Regions from separate parts of the Mus musculus genome. Here region 1 is linked to region 2. A link is a contact called in public HiChIP or PLAC-seq data. All regions are on one chromosome and are shown on one strand. Each heading gives the region's core, a stretch centred on a gene start, on an enhancer-like site or on the middle of the called end of the contact. The rest is flanking DNA. Distances are from core to core; before and after follow the strand shown.

What was found. HiChIP or PLAC-seq counts read pairs in DNA pulled down with a chosen protein or histone mark.
Region 1: a contact with region 2 is called in an H3K27ac HiChIP or PLAC-seq map of large pre-B cells, with 2.2 times the contacts expected there. The contact joins two enhancer-like sites. A contact is called at or near these places in 5 of 484 Hi-C or Micro-C datasets (B cells, Th1 cells, cortical neurons and 2 more) and 2 of 115 datasets of contacts at active chromatin or transcription factors (CD8 T cells and large pre-B cells).

Annotation. Positions count from the first base shown.
Region 1 is chr15:9,857,826-9,863,787 of GRCm38.p6, reverse strand. No RefSeq gene overlaps it. Among named protein-coding and RNA genes, the nearest start is that of Spef2, 110 kb to the right of the region's middle. Within about 2 kb of position 1,812, at least 10 of the 459 cell types and tissues checked have an H3K27ac peak or open chromatin away from gene starts, as enhancers often do.
Region 2 is chr15:10,070,904-10,077,327 of GRCm38.p6, reverse strand. No RefSeq gene overlaps it. Among named protein-coding and RNA genes, the nearest start is that of Prlr, 100 kb to the left of the region's middle. Within about 2 kb of position 2,182, at least 55 of the 459 cell types and tissues checked have an H3K27ac peak or open chromatin away from gene starts, as enhancers often do.

The DNA of each region.
Region 1 (5,962 bases), core at 563-3,062, 210 kb after region 2:
TTGCAAAGAATGGAATAATATTCTTTTTCCACAAAAGAGAAGTGTTGAAATTTCAAAGAAAAATTAATGAGTTGTATTATTATTTTTTTATTAAGAAAGTGGTATTTATTTTAGCTATGTATGTTAACTATATATTAAGCTTTTTCATTACAAATATGAAATATCAATCTGTTTGGATGAAAATACAGCTTAAATAATAAACAGCAATAAGATCATTTTCTAAAACAATTGCACAATATTATTTGATAATTGTTGTAAGGTTACCTACTTCATTCAAAAAATAATGAATAATAAGATAAAATATTTTTACTTTGTATAACTAAATATCAGCATATTAAAATAGTAACGTTCCCATTTTGCTATTTTAATTGATTCACCTTATTTTCTTAGCTTCTTTCGCCCTTTTCCTGCTACCATTGTGATTATGAGCAGCCTCAATTGTGCTTGAGATTTTACATTCATTTTATTTATCAAATTATTTGTTTACCTTCTATAAGTTATGATTCAGAAGACATTTAATTACAGAGGCGGTAATGCTTACTATAATATACATGACACAGTATCATCAGAGATCTCCCTGGGGAGAGAAATTCTATGCCCAAGCATGTTTTATGCACATCTCTATTGGCAATCTTTCTCTCTGCTGTTTTGCCCTCTGAGGTAGCACTTGTATTCTACTTCCTCATGTGTGACAGAAATATTAGTGTGAGGAGTAATGGAGTCACTACATATTCACACGTAACATGTTGCTACCAAACGTCAAGCTCAAAACAATATACTTTTATTACCAGACCTTTGACAGCTGCTTGTTCTAAGCCAGAGAATAATAAGGTATGGCAGTCTAAAGAGTAGCTTGAAATGAATGAAGGACTTTGAAGATTTATGTGGTCTGCAGAGTTTTGGTTTTTGGTTTGTTTGTTTGTTTGTTTGTTTGTTTGTTTGTTTTTTTAAGGTCTTTTGTGGAGCGAAGTTCTCTATTCCTCATTAGGTGTTGCCTAGTTATTGTTCCTCTGAGCATCTTCCTAGGGTGCCTTCCAAGATGGAACTAGTGAATTGGAAAAGGGTGTATGGTGTGGTGTGGTGTAGTGTGGTGTGGTGTGTGTGTGTGTGTGTGTGTGTGTGTGTGTCTGATGTGTGTCAGGACAATGAAGCCACAGAGCACTTACTTCATTGAATCTCACAGCTGATGCACCTTTACTCCTGTCCTGTTATTTTGGTCACACAAACCAAGGTTGATACAGAGAAGACAACACTATGGTGAAAATGAGTAGTGAGACTGTTGGAACATGATTCCCATGGACATCACTTGAAAGTTTACCGTATCTTCATATTGTCCCTTGAAAGCAAGAGTTGTCACATGATCTTTTGATTTTTTCCTGACCCCAGCTGACACAGAACTGATGAGAATGGGATCGACCCTTTTAATTTTCTTCCACAGTTATAGAACCTTGGTTTAGAATAATAATAACAAGTGAACTCAGAAACTGTGAAGATAGGAAGAATATTATTTCAGAGAATTTTAGGAATTGCCATTTAAGTGTAAGTTCAGAGAACTGAATCCATTTCTGATGAAGGCCAATGTGGGAATTTACATGTTATGAAGGAACGTGGGCTACGTGACTAGAAGTTAAGTAATTAAAAAGAAAGAATGTATAAACACAACAAGAGACTCCATAAAACAGGATCCTGATAACCTCTTGATATGCATCGTGAGTCTCAGCCATGAGGAAAAGATCAGGTTTAGGTCAGTCAGGTCCAGATGTGTGTTGTCAAGGGTGGAGGTGACTGGCAATGTTTACATTTCATACCACAGCTGGATGGTTGCTTGGTTCCCTTTTCTAACTGCCTTCCAACTCCAAAGGCTCTTTCACTCTTACAGTCATAATTTTTCATTTATTTCCACAAAGACAAAAAAAAAAAAAAGCCCTCTGTGATCCCATGTGTATTAAACCAAAATAAGACACCATACAACACGAATGGGCAATTGAAAGAGTAAATCGGACTGTTTTTCAAAGAATCCAAAGTTGTATGAAATAAGATTTGTTTTTTAGATTACCTTCTTCATAAAAACAAAACAAAACAAAACAAAAAAACATCTATCTTGACAGTATCTGGAAGGTTCTTTTTTTTTTTTTTTTTTTTTTGGTTTTTCGAGACAGGGTTTCTCTGTATAACCCTGGCTGTTCTGGAACTCACTCTGTAGACCAGGCTGACCTTGATCTCAGAAATCCGCCTGCCTCTGCCTCCCAAGTGCTGGGATTAAAGGCGTGCGCCACCACTGCCCGGCACTGGAAGGTTTAAGCAGTCAAATTTCAACAATTATCACTGAGGCTAAAGCTCTATGCCTGGGGCTTTTGAGAAGGGTGCTGGTCTGCAAACTTCAAACTCTTGAGATTCAGGGCTACTGCAAAGCTCTCACTGAATGTTACTCTTGTAATGTTTGGAACTACTTGAAATGACATAAGAGTGAGATTTATGTAAAGTAACACAAAAATTTGCAGTTATTCAAGTAATGGTGGTATTCTGTTTAACTATGGTCATGTCAGATCCTCAGTGTCCTCTGACATTAGTTGCTTCATAGTCCAGTTCGTGCCTTCTACCACTGTGAAGACCTTTTACAGATATACATCCATTTTTTTCTAAAAACACTGAAGGAAATCACAGTAAAGAGCAGACACACAGTACCTTACAACGAAAAATAAACCTATAGCAATTACATAGATCAACACTTCTGCCTAAAGGGTAGTACAAGAGTTGGGTGGGTCATTAATCCTCATTTCTTTTCTGGAGAAACCAAGTTTGGATTCTAAAACATACATGTCAGCATGCAGACATCCATTACTCTGGTTCCATAGTATCTACTTCCATCTTATGCTCTCTGTGGGCAACAGGCTCACACACTATAAACACATATATACAGGTAAAACACTCATTTTCACAAAATTAGAAAAAAACTAAAAATGAGATGAATATATATATATATATATATATATATATATATATATATATATATATTGAGTAGAGTTGCATGCAGTTTGTTAAAAGTAGAAGGTCACTCAAGGAAAGAAGAAGACATTGAAGAACATGGGTTTGCCTTCTCAAATAAGAGTCTTAACTTAAATAATTTATCAGAAGCTCTAGGAAAGAGAAATAGAATAGGTTGGTAGCTATGGGTAAACAAGAGTGGGAATGTGAGACTCAAATGGGAAGGGGGAAGGAATAGGGAGTGTAGGAGGGACTAGAGAGAGGGACAGCTAAGACTAAGGGCCTTTTGAGGGATAATGTGGAAACCTAGTGGAGTAGAAGCTTCATGTGTATGTATGTGTGTGTATATGTGTGCATAATTTCTATGTCTACGTCTATGTAGGAAATCTAAATGAAAGAGAATGAGGGGGAGACAGAGCCCCAACAGGAAATCTCTCATCTTAAAAAAAAAAAAAACATTTCCAGTAGCTGAGAATGGATTATGTCTAATCAAGTTTTTGACCAAAGGAGTCCCATAGCAATCCCTACACAATCCACACTATTGCCAAGGATCTTGGTTGCTCTCCACGAACTGATGGTAAGGCCCCATTACTGAAGATAACACTTACACAACTCACTGAACAGTGGCACTGGTGCCTACTTAGAACTGTACCCCAACTGACTAGTGTTTATGGTACCGAAAGGTAGTCTGCATGTTTTCAAAGAAGAAAGGTAAACACCAAACCAGCTACAAACTCTTCCCATCTATGTTGGTAAATTGCCTGCAAGATGTGTTTTTGCAATAGTGGCACAAATCTTGTGAGAATAACCAATCAATATCTAAGTGGATTTAAATCCTATTCCATGAGACCAAACCCATCCAGGCAAGGCAAGAAACCGAGATGAGATAGCCCAGGTGTTAGGGGAAAATCCAATACTACTTATCTGCTAAAGGACTGTATCCACAAAATGACTCATTATGGCATCCTGCTATGCTTGTAAATCAGTGCCTGGCTCATCCATCCTCAGAGAACTTTCCTCCTGAAGCAGATGAGAACAAAAACATAGATTAATACTCAGATAATATGCAAAGAGTGAGAGACCTTGGAACCATCAGTCCTAAATGTGATGTGTTCTTCAAAACCCTCTCCACTGCATTCAGATAAGTCTGCAGACAAAGCAGCAGAAAGAATATAAGAGCCAGAGGGGATGGAAGACACCAAGGAATTAAGGCTTTCTGAAAACATCAAGATTGGTGGATGGATGAACTCACAGAAACTACATGAGGGTGTCAGTGCCAAGAAGAGAAGTGGATACAAGCCCCATCCCTACCCAAAACCTATCTATAATTGATAAATACTTGCAAACAAAAAACTAGTTTTCTCTAATGGAGTGTCATGGCGATGCAAACCACTCTGATGTTCAGGCTCCGTAGAGAGCAGTGCATTGCCAGCATATAGTGAAACCAATGTTGTCATGGAAGCTCTCTCTCTCTCTCTCTCTCTCTCTCTCTCTCTCTTCTTCTTCTTCTTCTTCTTCTTCTTCTTCTTCTTCTTCTTCTTCTTCTTCTTCTTCTTCTTCTGCTGCTGCTGCTGCTGCTGCTGCTTCTGCTTCTGCTTCTGCTTCTTCTTCTTCTTTCTCTCTCTCCCTCTCTCTTCTCCCTCCCTCCCTCTAGCTTACAGGTTCTTTGCAGTTATATTGTGTTATTTGGTTTTAGGATTTTATGGAATTACCTTGTGTACAGATTTATGTGACCCTACATCTCTTTGTGTTTCTTGTTCCTCTTTTGGCTCTTTTCCTTATCTTTGTTTTTTCATATTCTGACTTGCTTGTTTTTGTTTGATCTTATTTTATTATTTTTTTTTTTTTTGTTAATTAGATGTCTGTTGGTTTCCTAAGGAGAAACAGAAAAATATGGGTCTGAATGGGAAAAGAGGAGTTGGAGTTATGGGAGGGGAAACCATATCAGAATGTATCATATAAGAATGTATTTCAATAAAAGAAAAATGTGAAAAGAAAAGAGTGGGACAGGGCAAACTCCATGAATTTAATAGTAATCTTTGAGATGCAACTTGAGAGTCAAAATGATATGCATGGCTACTGTTCAGCACTTAATACTCTTGTTTGAGAATTCTATTTTAAACAACAAAGAAGTTACTTTACATACCAAATTTATACTAAATAGGGAAGGACAGGTCACCAATATCTTAAATTAATCATAGCAAATAAGACACTGGTGAAACTCATATAAAGGAAAGGCTGTGTCAGTCGTAAGTTTTGGTCACTGAAGAAGCCTATTTACTTATCAGTAAAACGACTTCATAGCATAAAAACACTGTTACTCAGCAATCCAGGAAGCAAATGCTTGGAGCCAGTTCTGCTTTTCCTGGTCCCCATGACCCTGAAGTCATTCCAGATGTCTTTTTTTTTTTTTTTAATAGCAGGTCATTGGCATTCTCAATTTATATGACTCAATAACTGCTCTTTTCTGTTCTTCCATTGCACATGAACTCTAAAACCCTTTTCCATTTAATCCTTAGCCCCTGTTTTCCCTTGACACATTATAAAACCTCATGATAGTATTTTATTCTTTCTGCCTCAGAGCATCTTGATTTTAAAATACGCTGAGTTTAATCCTTTATGTTATCGATCAGCAAGGAAAACATCCTCCAAAGAAGTTAAATAGATTTTCCAGGGACCAAAATATTACCTCTTTTATGTGTCTTCCAATTTTAAAACGATGCAATAATACTCCAATCTCTTTTCATATTATCCCAACCCTTTATTCTCTCTGTTTGTATGTTTTCTAAAGTTGTGTCAAATATCTGAAGAAAAGTTTACTTTGATTCTCACCTTCGGTTTTATTCTGTGCATTTGGTCCAGTTCCTTTTGGTTCTATTAGAAGACAGTGTATCATGTCAAGAGTCCATGGCCAGGGACTACTGCTCACCTGATCTTACAATAAAACACCTAGAGAGAGGAGAGAGGGAGGAGATAG
Region 2 (6,424 bases), core at 933-3,432:
ACACTCATTTCTCATTGCCTGTGTTGCCTGGCACGAGTCTGGAAAGAGACTCAGAGATCCATACTCACCTTCAATGACCTTTGCCCTGCATGACAGAGTCCAGATTAAACAGTATAGCTGTATAAGATATCAGATTAGTTTTGAGGTCCACTCTGGGTTTCATGGTCCCCTCCTTTTTCTCATGTTTAGACTTTATACAAATGGGATATATGTTCTGTGTATATTGTTGGGAAGTTGTGTGAGATCTTACTATTTCCTCTAGCTTCATGAGAATACTACTCCAGTACGGGGGGGAGGGGGGGGGCAAAAGGAGTTCTTAGCTTTTCCCAGAAACATTTAATACTCCAAATATAGTGTCCGTGCGAGTATGAGGGAGAAAAACGAGCCTGTTGTAGTTCACCAAATGATGGACTGAGGCAAGCAGACAAACAAAAGCAAACAACAAACAACAACAACAAAAAATTTTGTCTGCCTCTGAAATGTGAAATCCTAGGAGAAAATTCTGCTAAGTTATTGGATTGATTTTGGAGGTAGGGCAGCTTATCCAGCTATCACAAATTTGTCCTGAAAATCGTCGTTTTGCTTTCTTATTCACTATAGAATTGGCTATGGGTTGAAACTTCTAAAGATACAGTTGTGTACAGGGCATGCTTTGGGGTATTGCAGTGGTCCAGGGGAAAAGGATGGGGAATAGGTGACAGGAGGAACTGGGACTCTTCTTCCATGTTCTCTGTTTTCTGAGCTATATTTTAAAATCCCAGGGACAGTGTTGATGTATGGATTAACATTCAGACTCAACCACTGAGTTCCAGTGTGGAGACATTTTCTTTTCTTTTCTTTTTTTTTTTTTTTCTTTTTAGAACACTGACATCTCAGAAATATCTGGGAGCAGGAGAGTCACAGATTGGAAAAATCCCACCCATTCCTATGAAGAGGAAAACCCAGAGAATGAAAGGAAAAGAGAGAGTATTTAGGTTGTTTGGGTTTTATTTAAAATCTACGCCTTGGAGATTTTCTGTGTATCTCCCAGCTGCTATGTATGCTGCACAATACACATTTGCAGTTTTGTCTTACTCCCAACTGTAGAGCTAACAGTGGACAATAGGTGTTATCACAGAGCAGTGCTGTCTCCCCTGACAGCTGCCTCATCAAAGTTCTCAGCAGGGTGCTGGGAGATTGGAACATCTTTCCTTTTGGTGAATGTGGCTCAAAAGAAGGGAAGCTTTACCTGCCTGGAATACCCTGCTTATTAAAGCTTTCTTTAGTGACAGGATGCTACCACCGAAGGACTTTTTAAATTGTTTTCTCCAAGCAGCTTGCAATGCGTAACTAGGCTTCAGCTAACAGGCTTTAGGTTAATTTAAGACAGATGGCTCTGTTGTGGCTGAGAGAGACGATGCTGTTCTGCTCATATCTTATTTCAGTGCAGATCTGTCCTCTGCCGTGTTGATGTAGTCACTGAGGTGACCCCAGCAGGCCTGTATGTCCTTGTTTGGAAACATGCCAACCATCTGTCTAGGGTGGATAATCTTCACGTCACAGGCCTGAGTTCGCACCTTCGCAGTTCATGCAATGCTGATATGGATTTGAAACCTGGAATTTTATTATGAATTAATCAATAGCAGTAGCTTTCATGTATTAAAAACACCCTGCACCCGGTGTAGCAGGTTACATCATATCAGAGCTGAAATGGACCACAGAGCAAAGACTGTTCCACTTTAATATGAATCAATGAAAGATCAGAGAGGGGTGCCACAAACCCAAAGTAACTCAGATTTTAAAATTGAGACAAAACCTCAACTTTCAATTTCGAGTCTTCTACTTGTTTCCCCTTCTTGTTCCCCCAAATGAAGTATATTTACGAATCAATGTCTAACTCTTTGAGGATAAGAAATGGATGTCTGAGGATTTAGTTGGAATAAGAGGTGGGAATAAGCATTTATATATGGGTTGAAAATTCTCTTATGCTAGAGAGAGTATAGTCTGTCCAATAAAAGAAGACAGAAAATGACTTTGTTGAACGACCAAAGGACACTAAAGGACACCTACAAGCCAATCTGTTTTCCAGCTGCTTCTCAGATCCCTCTGTTCCCTCGTCTTTATCATTTTCAGTCGCTCTCCATCCCCAGTGTCACTGCCATGCCTCACTCTGGTCTGCCTACCACCTTTTCGCTTCTCCTCCGTGGTCTTTCCCTCCAGTTCTCACATCCTGTTTTGGGTTTCAGTTTCTTCTCTATTCTGGCGTCAATCATGTTACGATTGAACGAAAATCTAGAAACACCTGAGCATGTTGTCTGAAGCCTGAGAGCATGACAAGGATGTCTCAAGGGCGATTATTTCCCCCCAATTATTTTACCATTAAAAAAAATCCCTCTCTTGTTCTAACAAGTTTAATCTTTATATTATGGTCTTTTAGTAAACTTCCTCAGTTTTTTATTTCCCTTGGAATATTTCCCCTGTGTTTACCTTCTCTTGACAGAAAAGAAAAAGCTGTTTTTCTGAGAAGTCTTTTGCCCCCTGGTTGAGAAAGAGAAAGCTGGTACCTTAAGGTATTATTTTAAAAATTCACATTATAGGTTCACAAAACTATGCTTTATAGAAGTTGTTTTGAAAAATCTATATGTTTTATTGACCACTTCTGCTAGTAGAAAAAAAATCAATTTGAACCATCTTTTGAAATGCTCAGAGATTATATATACTTATTTTTAAAATATATAAAAATAAAAATTTTGGAGAAAAACACAATGATACAATTGCTTGGGAAGATGTAAAAGATACTCAGCATATATTTGATAAAAGAAAATAAAGTGAATAGTATTTATTAATTTAAAAACATCTTTAGATACAAAATACTTGCAGAGAGCATCAAATATTTGTCATAATTGGGAGACTGGTTTGTCATTAGTCCTAGCAACTTATAGGATGACAAAGATCTTAAGTGTTTATGAACATTAAGTGCCATTACTACGTAGGTGAGAGCGTCACCAATGAAAGAAATTTCAAATTGAGGATACATGTTTTAAAGATAGAGGACAAAATGGTAAAAGACCCACTTGAGTACATTTTGTTAAAAGTACATTGTAGCTTATGTTATTTTTGTTTTTTACTAGCTCTGTTTTTACCAATATCTGTCATTGGAAATGGAATAAATGTTCTCTGTATATTGCTTGGGGCTGTTTTCGATAGGACTTTGTGTACACTGACGACCACAGAGGGAGTTTCAGTTGAAGGCCAAAATAGAAATGGCACGGTTTACAAATCTTGTTACATTCATTTTCAAAAGCAATGTAATTGTCTCTTGGAAACTACAAAACAAAACACATTTTTACTATTTATTACTCAAACGTGTTTGCCACCTTTATTCTTAAATGCTACTAATATTTTAGGTTTCTAACTAGTGCACAGAAAAAATATTTAGGGCACAAGATGGAAGAATAAATGCTTGTGTTTGTTATGAGAACACTAAAGCTAATGGGAATAAGGCCCCACCCCCAATGGGCCCAGATGGAAGTTGAAAAATAAAATGATTGTGCAAAATGAAACTCAAGAAGGACTTGAAGGAAATGAGGAATGTGTCACCTGTGTGCCCTTACAAGCTTGGTGCTAAGTCAGCTTGGAAAGGGACATTTTAACAGAGTTGACACTTAGGTACTTCGAAAGTATAAACACATCTTCTTGCTCCTCCATGGTCATAATGATACCTTCGGTGATTTCCATTTGTGATTGATTTTAGGAAGATCAAAACCCTGCATCATAAGGTAGCCACATTTCTAGATTCAAGTCTTCAGTCAAGTGGACCATTCATGGTAGTCCTGGGCCCTGGACACATTTGAAGTTTATGGAACTTATTTTAGCTTTATGAATTGCTTAGTGAGTGTAATAAAATTCATTTCAGGCTCGTCACTAGCATATTCCTTTCTGCCTTAATGAACAAGCCTGTGCACTTTATTAACAAGAAATATTTCAGTCTTTCTTTTGGGAAGGTTCTAGTGGACTGAGGTGAAATTCTAGGTATGCAAACTTGAACCTCATTCCTGGTCCAATTTGTTCCCTGCCTGTCTTTGTGAGTTGGACAATAGGAACTAACTCTAAGTGTCTCATTTTCTCATGTGTAATTGCATAGGTTTGAGTGAAAAATCTAGTAAGATGCTACTTAAAAACCAACTTCACAGTAAGGGCCTACAGCAAGTGCTTCATAAATACCACCTTCGTTGGTTATGATGCACGAGTCATCCATACCTGCTCAGTGGTACCCAGTTTCCTTTATAAAAGAAGTCATGGTGCAATACTGATATCACTAAGGCAGTTGTTTCCTTTCACTTACTGAAGACTCTTTGAGGGCAGAGGCATGGATATTGTCTTACCTCATGACTGATCTCCAGTTGCTCCTAGCAGATACAAGAGCACCTAGCCCACAGAAATTCTAAAAGTTTTCAAGGAACGACTGTTGTCAAATGAGAGTTTGCAGAGGAAAACTTTGATTTGACTTTTAAACATATAATCTGGGCAAGTTGGCATGTGAATTTTTATAAAAACATGTCCTTTCCTAAATAGTGTTCCCTTTGCTACCTACACAAAATAGAGAAGAGAACAGCTTTGATGTGACACTTAGCTGGGTGTGACAGCATCTGGATGGAGGGCCAAGACTGGATGCTTACTTATCATAGGGCTCTGGCTATTTGCACTCCAATCTCTCAGTTCCATAGTAGGTAGAAGAGACTAGTGAGACGTGAAAGTGCTTCATACGGCTTTCTTACTTGGTTGATACCATGACAGGAGACAGTTACAAGGCTGTGTGTGACAAGATTAAGACAATAAACAGACAATAAATAGGGATGAGATGCCAATCCTTAGTGGGAACCTTCCAGCTCACCCCTAACACTCAGCCATGCCATGGCCCCAGTGCAGAGTCTAATGATGTGCAAACTTCAAGTAAATAAAAGACAAGGAAGCACTCTCAAAAGAAAAACCCTAAGTCATCCAACTCAACTGTCTCAGATGACATCTGTGGCATCTTTTCACCAGCAACTAAGAACATCTAGCTTGTTAGATCATTTTCTGACAGTGGCTTTCTGTCAGGTGTTCCAGTAGAAGTGTTTGCATGTGGGTCCTCTAGACAGATACCATCTCTCTAGCCCTTCTTTCTTTTGGGGACCGGTGTGGGAGAACAGGGCTGAATAGGCTACACGCACCTATGTCTGAGCGACTTCAGGAAGACAAACAGATAGTTCATACCTCACTGTTCTTTCCTGCGATAGGTACTCTGGGAAAAATGAGCGCATCAGTGGTTACTATCAAGTTGCTTTCTATTAAAAATACCTCCAGGCCATGCTTTAAATTAAGCATAAGAATATTAAGATGGGAAGTCTTAATTAGAACTAGAGCTCTAATTAGGAGAAGAAATATTAACTTTCCAACTCACATAAATGTTTGAACACTATTATCTTTGACAATGAATTTCCCAGAATTTTTTTGCTGTGACCTACTAATGAAAGTATTGACTACACCTATCTCTAACACTATTCAATAGATTTAAGTGAAGTATGGGATACTTGTAAAATAAGCACTTTGTAGCAATTGATAGTAGCTCACTTAAATATCCCACTGAAACAAAGATATTTTATTGATATACACGTATAGTAGGTAAGTCTGTACTTAGGACAATTATGAAGAAAAAAACGGTAAATATCTTAGGGTGCTATATAAACTTGAAGTCATCTACTAGAACATATGGTGCATTCATGGTACACTGTGTAAACTCGGACAAGAACACTTTGATTCAAATAAATGAAGGAAAATCTTTCACCTTCTGGAAACAAATCCCCTAGAGACAGAATTTAAAATACAAATCACATAAAACACAAAACATTACTGGAAAAAAAGCATATAATTTTCCTCCTTAGGTGTGTGGATTTGAAAACAGCTGCCAGGCCTTCTTAATTATGGGTCCTCAGAGTCAAAATAGAAATGACAGACTTTCATTTTGATAGTACAATGCTGAGTGTTTATTTAGCAAGTATAGGTAATTATTCCAGTTATTTGAAGGTTTTGTTTTGTTTTGTTTTGTTTTACCAAAATTGGTTGTATGTTGTTAGTGAAAGACTGTAATGCCAATACTCAGTATTTCATGGTCTCCTACCTTTCCTTGTTATTATTTGTGTTTGTATTTGTGTGTGTGTGTGTGTGTGTGTGTGTGTGAAAGAGAGAGAGAGAGAGAGAGAGAGAGAGAGGGAGGGAGAGGGAGAGAGAGAGAAAAAGAATACTTTCCCAATTTAAAAAGCAATTTTTCACCTACTGGTATAGACTTCCATATCCAGAGATATATTAAATTGTTTATGGAAAACATTTTTTTTAAATATATTTCAAGGCAGAGATCCAAGAGCAAAATGTTCCAGTCATCAACTCAGTGGGTCACTTTTCAAGT